2 separate regions of the Mus musculus genome follow, and region 2 is linked to region 1. Evidence: chromatin contacts called from public Hi-C data. All regions are on one chromosome and are shown on one strand. Each heading gives the region's core, a stretch centred on a gene start, on an enhancer-like site or on the middle of the called end of the contact. The rest is flanking DNA. Distances are from core to core; before and after follow the strand shown.

Region 1 (4,482 bases), core at 878-3,377:
TTTTGGTACAGGCAAAAGTCAGACTTGGCAAGTTCAAAACAATTTAATTATTAAACAAAAGATCAGCTAACAGCTTTTTAAAAACTATTAACTAGCTAGGCGTGGTGGCACACGCCTTTAATCCCAGCATTCGGGAGGCAGAAGCAGGTGGATTTCTGAGTTCAAAGCCAGCCTGGTCTACAGAGTGAGTTCCAGGACAGCCAGGGCTACACAGAGAAACCCTGTCTTGAAAAACCAAACCAAACCAAACAAACAAACACAAACAAACAAAAACTATTAACTTTTGTACACACAGACACACATAGATACACATCTACTCATCTAAAAGGAGATCTGAGAGAAATGAATAAAATATACTGCTCTAGAATTCTCTACAAACCCACCAAGTTGCTCATTTAAGTCTCTTTAACTTTCACCAATAATTAGAAAAAATAACTTCCTAATAATGGAACTTATATGATAATGTATTCAAATCACTTAGGAGAGACTTTAAATTTCTTAAAACAATATACATATTGGCAAAGATATTTGAATATAGTTCTCAAAAACCAATAAACTTAATTCCCTTGCCATGATCTCTTGTGAGTGAGAGGGCTTCTATACTAGCTGGTTAAAAGTTTCCCTGATTTTTTTCTAAGTGATTTCTTTAGGAGCATCCCTTTCTTTGAGGGCCCCAGAAGACACATAGAACTTGTAGATGTTTTTGCTTTAAGTGTCAAGGTGGTGTCCAAGTATGCCAGGCTCAAATCTTGTGCATTTAAAGCTTGCTTTTCAGACAGTTGGCAAAAACTCTTGATTCCAAAGCTCCTGTGGGCGTCAGTGTCTACTGATGTTCTTATAAGGCCAAAGAGTGCCCTTACCGTGAAATAAAACTGTTCCGTCTCTTGCTGGTTCGCTCTCCTCTTAGCAATGCTGGGCTTGCTCATGAATGTTTCAGAGACAGTTGATTTGACAGACTCCATGGAATTGCTATACTGGAAGCAGTCAGATACATCAAAATCCTCAACAGTCACAATGTCTTGAATGGTCTGCAGGGTGGCCTCCATTGTCTTTTTCACCTATAACCATAATGGCCAAAATAATCATGAGAAGCAGGCTTTAAAATGGCAGGTGATAGAGCAACTAGGAGGAGCTTGAGAGGAGGAATGTCTCTCTTCCCAAGAGAGGGGTAGGAAGGAAGGATGCCAGCAGATCACAGCTGCACTTCTCACTGAACAGTACTGAGTGATTGAGTGATGAACATCACAGGAACCCAGTTTCAGCTCACTGCTCTCTCCAGCAAACACCTAAACTCCACTCTTTCTCTGCTGTGTACCTTTTATGTAATGTTTACTTTCTTCAAAGAGACTTATCGTATGTGTAGATGTTTTGCCTGCATGTGAGTGTGTCATGTGATGCCTGGTTCCTGTGGAGGCCAGAAGAGGGGGTTGGAGTTGCTGGAATTAAAGGTAGGGATGGCTGTGAGCCACCATGCAGGTGCTGAAGCCAAGCCTGCGTCCTCTGCAAGAGCAACCAGTGTTTTTAACCTATTTCTTTATTATAATGAAAGTGCAAAGGGAAACAGAATAACATAATTGCAAAACAGTATTTCCAACATACTGGAGCTGATGAAAATATGTGATAGATCCTGTCCTTCAATGTTCCTGGCACTGTTTCGTGACCTTCAATCAATGAATGGGTTTGCTTTCCTATTTGCAAACTAAGTGACCCAACCCTACTTCTTAGTAAAATTAAGACTTACTAAAATACAAGAAAAAGCCATCTGAGCTCAATGGAAACCTGGATTACCTTTTTAAACTGGATTGTTTTTAAACTTTTAAAAATTGCCTTTTTAAACTGGATATTAAAAGAAAATATTCTGTGTTTAGAAAAAAAAAAGTCACCCTCCTGTAAGAGGAGAGAGATGTCTGAAGTGTCAAAGTCAAAAGGTTTCTTTTTGAAAATGCTGGAAAAAGCCAGTCATGAGTGGGTCATTTCAGAGACTTGATATTGTTCCCACAGTGGCCAAGTGCCACTTTGATTAAATGTGTAGTGGGGAGGGGCATTTTGTAAAAGCCTAAAATAGAGCACAACCTTTGGCAATGTACGAACAACTTCCTGAATTTCAAGGGCAGGATGTAGCAGCAGGGAAAGCGCTAGCCTCTATTTGGCCAGGAAATCTCTGCAATAGCCTGGACATTCTCTGCATGCTCCTTCTACTTGCCCCTGATGGACAGCCATAAGTAGTTCAACAAGGAAACAGTGGCTCCGAGCTTCCTAGGAAGGAAACACACCTCTTCATTCTCAATCTTCAAAGTGGATAAGCGAGACTGCAGCTGTTGGCATCTCTGCACCAGCTCACTCTGGACAGGCTGCTGGGCACAGAGTTGAGAGGCCTGTCAGAAAAAGCAACAGAAGGTCAGGAAGAGGACATATATCTTTTGAGGACTCCAGAGTTCTCACTACTGCTCAAAACAATTTACATTGTATTGCATCCCAACTACTGGAAGGCTTGCAGTTTCTATGAGCAAAAAAAAAAAAAAAAAAAGTATGCATGTGAACTTCTAGACCAAAGGATATGTGAAAGGGGAGGAGAATCTATTTGGAAAGACTGTTTCTCTCTTTGTAACTCAAAGGCAGGCAGGTGGTTGGCAGGGTAGGTCTAGCAGCAGCTGCTGATTCAGGGAATTCTGAGGAGGCTAGACAAGAGTGTTTCAAGAAGCCCTTGGTTCAGAAACCCAACACTTTGGCACAGTGAAGTTCCTGCCAAAGGTCCAAGTGGTCACCTCTCTGGCTCTTCCCTCCTCCCACTTCATACACTAGAGTTAAAAAGCAGGAGAGAAGTGGGCCAAGAAGCTAACTTGCTGCTGCTGGCAGCATGTATGTTTATAAATCTGGGTCATGCACGAGAGCTTTGAGCCAATGGGAAAGAGTTTATGTGAATTTGGGAGCAAGTTCATAAGCTCAAGTTAGAGAGCCCCAGAGGGCATGAGATCTGACAGGAGGAACTTGATATCTTTAAATAGCCATCATTGTATCCCACTAGGTGTGAGATCCCCTGTACCCCCATCCCCAATTAACCAACTCTATCTTCTGTGAAGGAACAGCTGACGTAGAGTCTATAGATAAAGGTGAGGCTATGGTATGAGGTAATCCGATCTCCTGGATGACGGATGACAGGCAGAAGGCTAGGAAGTGAAGGATAGGACCCATGTGGAGGAAGTGCCTGTCACTTTATTATCAAGTGTCCTTTAGCTCTTACCAGAAGAGACATATGGATAGAATTTGGCTCTGTTATCCTCAGCAAAGACTGAGTATATTCATATATTTGTAAACCACTCTCTTACTCAAAAAAAAATAAAACTTCTCTTTAAATGGAGGAGACTGGAAATTGACCTTTTTCCCCTTTGGTATTTAAGATTCCAACTGATTTGATCTCTTCTTCATCTGAGAGGCTTGTTCAAGATTTGGAGCTGATTTCACTATGGCTTTTAGAAGTAGACATAATGGAGAAAGCTTGTTGGCCAGATGGGTTACTGCCAAGAATGAAATTTCTGTTTCTGGCCCTGATGTCACCAGTTGTGCATCCAGTGCCCTCAAACCTCTGGGTGCACCAAGAGTTGAAACAGGCACCAAGTCCTAGTGCATCCAAGAGCAGCTGCCATCTGCCATATCTGCAGTCCGAGAACACCAGTGTAGCTAATTCCAGAGCTTCCATTAAAATGCTACCTGAACTTTGGCCCCATTTAAAGGACTTCCAGGCAGCTCCTTTCTTCTGCCTACAAATATCCCACAATGAGGCAGAATGCCTGTTAGCAGGATGCAAGAATAACTTGACATCTCATCTCTAAGCCAGAATGGGAAATTCTGGCCCCTTTTCTGGCCAAGCCATGAATCAGCTGTATCACATACTGGGCAAAAGAATGAACTATTATTTTTTAAAGTCACCCTGGCCTAGAATGGAAGAATTAGAGAAAAAAAAATGTCTCCAATCCTGTTTCTTTAAGGAGCAGCAAAGCTGCTGATGCATGCTTTGTCAGTGATCTCTAGCCAGGATGCAAGGTAATGCACTCCATCTGTGCTTTAGAGTATGGAAATGTGGTTCTGACTGGGCAAGGAGGGGGACTGAGTACCCATCATTTGGATTCCCATTTATGGAGACATGCTGTTTGGCTCAGAAGAGAACTCAGATAACACCAGAAAATCAACCAATCCACTCAGATAGTCCCAAGTTCCATTTATTCAGAGGAAGGAATCTCAATGGCAGCTGGAGAATGGGTTTAGAAGACAACTATAAACAGAAATCAAAGCAGGTGAGGAATGGGGCTTCCTGGAGGTTGGTGATGCCCCCTCCTAACTGTAACACGATGCTGTCTTAGTTTTCCATCGGTCTAGATGCTGACATCTACTCAGCCACAGCAATGGAAACAAACTGTAATGGGTTAGGTTTTCCCCAAGAAGAAGAGGAGAGAAACCACTTCATATTTTATATATAAAACAGAG
Region 2 (4,482 bases), core at 731-3,230, 160 kb after region 1:
GAGATTAAAAGCATACACCACCAATGCCTGGCAAGTGAATGTGGTTTTGAATAAATAAATTGAAGGTATTTAAAGACAAGGCAAGACCCTCAGGTCAATAAACAGAGACCATGTCTTGGGTCACATCTGCACTTGCAAGAAAGAAATATTAAAACTGTTAAGAAATGTCAATTCTGGCATATGCTTCAACAGGAAAAACATCTAAGAGATGCAAAAGATCAAATATCATCAGGCATTGCCATAATTAATCATCAGTACTTAAAGGCTAAGATAACTATCAACTTTTGCAATGACCAAAGGAAACGTTTTCATTTAAACTGACAAAAAAAAAAGAGCTGTTACTTCAATTCCATTTAAAATATGCTTATGCAGCAGAAACATTTTGATTGATTGAACTCCATTTTCTCAATACAAATTGCAAGTGATCAGCTCACAAAGATAAATCAAATCTATCTCCAAAAAATATTTCCTCTTGATGTATTAAAAACAGGATATTAAATATATATAAAAATATTGATAGGTTACAGTATGTTGCATGCCTTTAATCCCTACAATTGGGAAGCAATGCAGTGTTTAATAGATCTGAGTTCAAGGCCAACTTGGTCTAAATGGCAAGTTTTAGGCCAGCCAGGGCTACAGAGTGAGACCCTGTCTCAAGAACAAAACAACTCAGTATATAAAAACACTGGTACTTGAAGTTCTCTATTAAAAGACACTAAGATGTCACATACTAATGATAATGTGTATTTGTAAAGATCAAACCTGTGTTAAAAAGAAGAAGGAGGTGGTGGCTTTAATCCCAACAGGAGCCAACAGGAACAGGAGGATCTCTTGAGTTTGAGGACAACATGGTCTATGGAGTGAGTTACAGGACAGCCAAGGCTACAAGAGAAACCCTATCTGGGGGGGGGGGGGGGAAGAGGAGGAAGATTAGATGCAGATTAAAACTATCTCTGGAATAAAAGATGGATGGATTTGTGCTCATACACATGTATGTACACACACATCTAATAGTTATATGCCTTATAACCACAGTTTGGACCACAATGGACTATATATGTCTATTATACTGGAGCTCAACTATTTATGTCTCCTAATGATATTGTGGCCTTTGTATTACCACATAGCTTAACACTTTACTCACATGTTTGTGGTGATGCTGTGTCAACAAACCCACTGCATCGCCAATCATATCCATATAAAAGTACAGCACATATAATTATCCACATATATAATACTTGATAATGACAACAATTATTTTGCTTGTCATCTTCTAAGCTATACTTTTATGTTAGAATATATTATTTATGTAAAAATAAACTTCTTGTAAAACAGCATGTTGTATCACTAGTAGCAGCAGATGCATACATCTATGTGTTTACCACACCTCTTACTTAGCATCAAGAAGTGAATAATTAACCTACACCTACATCTAGGTTTGTCCACCACAGTCACACTATGACAAAAATCAGCCAATGAATGCATTTCTCATTACATGTTCCTATTGTTTCACAGAGACCACTAGAACATCTTTGTTACTGCACAGCCCAGCAAGTGATACATCGTGTCATTCTATCAAAACTTTACTTCCTGCAGGTCTGCAGCTCAGTGTAGATATCTGTCTAGTATGTAAAGGTCCTGAGGTTCAATCCTAGCACCATGGGAGGAAAGGACTTACATTCTTGTCTCTACAACAAATAAATGTAATGACAGAAATAAGAGTGCTTTTGATTGTCTAAAAGAAGAAAAACACAAGTACAAAAACAGAGGCAGAGAGAACAAAGGCTGCTCCATGGAAAGACAGCTTAGGTGCTAAGGGTCAGATCTTCAGGTCCAGGAGACTGACTCTGGGCCATGGTCCTCTATCCTGTGGTCCTCTCCTCACAAGGGCTTTCTTTCAGTAGCTTGTTCTCCATGCCAATCAATCTGCTTAGTCCAAGACCTTTTGACAACCAAAATACTAAGGAGCTCAGGTGTGGCCCAGCCAGGCAGGCCTGTACAGGTTCCCACCACACCCAGGTTGTAGGGTGGTAGAAAATGGAAAGAGCTAAGACTTTAAATGAATTGTTAATGATTTAAGCATTCAGAGTGACAAGCCTGGAAGATAAGACAAAGGGAACCTAAGAACAGTGAAACCAAATCAAGCCAAGAATACATTCGATATGGGGTGACTCCAACATTACATAATCCCTGCAGAAATGAAAGAAGCTGCCCAGAGAGGAACAAAAATGAAAAATCTATCCTAAAGTACTCAAGCCCACTGGCTGCTAGCTAACAAAGTAGTTCACATTTTTCTTTAAACTCTGTGGAGAGGATATGTGACAAGCTGCCTCTGTGGTTGTATCCTGTTGCTCTACAAACACTTACTTGACTCTGGGAATGTGAATGCTCCCTGTAGAAAAATGTTTTACAGTCAACACTAACAAATACCTATTTGAATCTTAACAGTGGGAAGTACAGGCAGGAGGAGCCTACCTTTTATCCTAAGCTATACAGTGAGTACCAAGGTATGCCTGGGATCCTCTGAGAGAATCTGTCTCAAAACCAGGAGCATCTCCAGGAAGTAAAAGTGACTATAAACATTCTATCCTTCCTGGTTTTCCCTCTTCATATATTTTTCTGAGATAGCTTTCTCCCCCAAGAAAGAATTTGGAAATGGTTTCTTACTTAGTCGAAAATGTCATCTTGAAAAGGGGGGAGGGGAAAGGTTCTGAAAAAAATGTACCCTGCTAGGAAGCCACCCAGAAGACATGTGCCTTTCCTTTATATAGTATTTTACAATCAAATTTGATTTTACAAGCCTGAATTTATCAAACTTAGAGGAAAAAAAGTAGTACAACACCAAAATTGACCTGTAAGAAGGACATCTGAGTTCCCATTCTCATTTCTAAAATCAATGGGTTTGATATTCTCAAGGTATTTTGATTTATTACTAAATACAAATGATTATAGGTCATGCTTAAAACTATCAACTCTTGAACTACCAACAGAATACCATAATCACCCTTTAAGTGCCCAACATTGCGAAACACCAGGGACAGGAACAAATGAAGTACGAAATAAATCTTTCCATCTGCACCAAATTTGAAGACAACCTCAATTAATTTACCAATAGGGTACACTGCATAACAACATTATTTGTCAATTTGATGGAGTTCAAACACACTTTGCCATGAAAAGTATGCTATGTGTTTCCTTTCAGTTCTTAAGATGGCAACTCCTAAGACCATACTGCAACTGAAACGCATCAAGTATATGCAAATCAAACACAACACAGAAAACTGATGTAATATGAAAAATATCTGGCATGTAGATGGTCTTTAGTTAGCCACAAAGAATTTTTCATATATAAACTTAACAAGGACACTATGGATTGGTGGCTATTCCATCATATATTAGTCATATGTTCAAAAGAGACAGAAGCACAGAAAACCTGGAAAAGTTTCAGTATAGCAAAGCTACTGAATGGCCTATAATGTTGGCCTTCTTAACTCTAAATCCCACTTTCTCTGCATTACTAAAGACCAAAAAAAAGAAATATAGAAGGTTTTATCTGCTTATTTTTTAAAGATTAGTTGTATTTTAAATTGGACATATATGTGTCTGTGTGTGAGCAAGGGCATGTGAGTGCATGTACTCTCAGAGACCAGAGGTGTTGAATCGCCTGAGCTGGAGTTACAGGCACCTGTGAGTTGTCTGAGTGCTAGACTTGGGTCCGAACAGAACGTGGGAACCAAACTTGGGTCCCTTGGAAGAACAGTAAGCACTTTTATCCACTAAGCTAGCTCTCCAGCCCCTGCTTTGTTTTCTTAAAAATGAAGTCTAAGGAATTTCATTTAAGGGAGATGAGGGCGTCAACTCAGATTTCATGATCAGGAGCACTTTTAGGTGATTTCAAGGTTGATAGTACTCCTGCTTTGTCACTTTCATCACATTCTAGGACTTGTGGTCAGGCCTCCGTCTTTGCAGGCCCCTCACTGGAGCTTTTCAAGTTCATCTGCCACAGCAAAGGTACCCTGGAGCAGGGGTTTGATTTGGTTTTAACTCATGAACAGAAATGTACAGAATCAACAGGGGTTTAAAAAGATTGCCTGGAGGTAAGGAAAAGGGAAAGCACTTGGAAAAAAGAAGTGGGAGACGGGGTAGATAGTACAGCTGGTAAAGCACTTGCTGCACAAGGATAAGGACCAGAGGCTGAACCCAAAGCAAAGAAAAAAGGTCTGGCATAGTGGCCCGGGGCTTGTAACCTTGCTGCTAAGGAGACAGATATGGGTGGATTCTAGATGTTTACAAGCCAGGTAGCCTAGTCTAGCAAGTAAGGCCCAGACCAACAAGAAAGTGTATCAAAAAGTAGGTTACATGCATGCATACATGTGCATCCACAACACATGTGCACATACACAAAAGAAGTGTATGTCATCTAGAGCAAAATTAAGTAAGTTTCAAGTTTTGAAAGGAAAGCAAAGAGGGAAGAGAGAGATA

What was found. Hi-C and Micro-C count contacts between places; a contact is called where the count stands out from the background.
Region 2: a Hi-C map of bone marrow-derived macrophages shows a contact between it and region 1, with 21 read pairs. The contact joins two enhancer-like sites. A contact is called at or near these places in 8 of 39 promoter capture datasets (the C10 cell line, the HPC-7 cell line, cranial neural crest and 5 more), 3 of 484 Hi-C or Micro-C datasets (bone marrow-derived macrophages, cerebellum and myocytes), 3 of 115 datasets of contacts at active chromatin or transcription factors (embryonic basal ganglia, epiblast stem cells and microglia) and 3 of 9 other capture datasets (adipose tissue, liver and pancreatic islet).

What each region holds. Positions count from the first base shown.
Region 1 is chr1:131,343,489-131,347,970 of GRCm38.p6, forward strand. It overlaps Srgap2 (SLIT-ROBO Rho GTPase activating protein 2), which reads right to left. Exons shown (of 23, transcript NM_001081011.2): 9 at 2,274-2,375; 10 at 861-1,058. The region is part of intron 1 of Gm51644 (a long non-coding RNA gene); the gene reads left to right. Among named protein-coding and RNA genes, the nearest start is that of Ikbke, 66 kb to the left of the region's middle. Within about 2 kb of position 2,128, at least 21 of the 459 cell types and tissues checked have an H3K27ac peak or open chromatin away from gene starts, as enhancers often do. A contact at or near this core is called in bone marrow-derived macrophages, where this site is marked.
Region 2 is chr1:131,499,596-131,504,077 of GRCm38.p6, forward strand. All of the region lies in intron 2 of Srgap2 (SLIT-ROBO Rho GTPase activating protein 2), which reads right to left. Among named protein-coding and RNA genes, the nearest start is that of Srgap2, 26 kb to the right of the region's middle. Within about 2 kb of position 1,981, at least 20 of the 459 cell types and tissues checked have an H3K27ac peak or open chromatin away from gene starts, as enhancers often do. A contact at or near this core is called in bone marrow-derived macrophages, where this site is marked.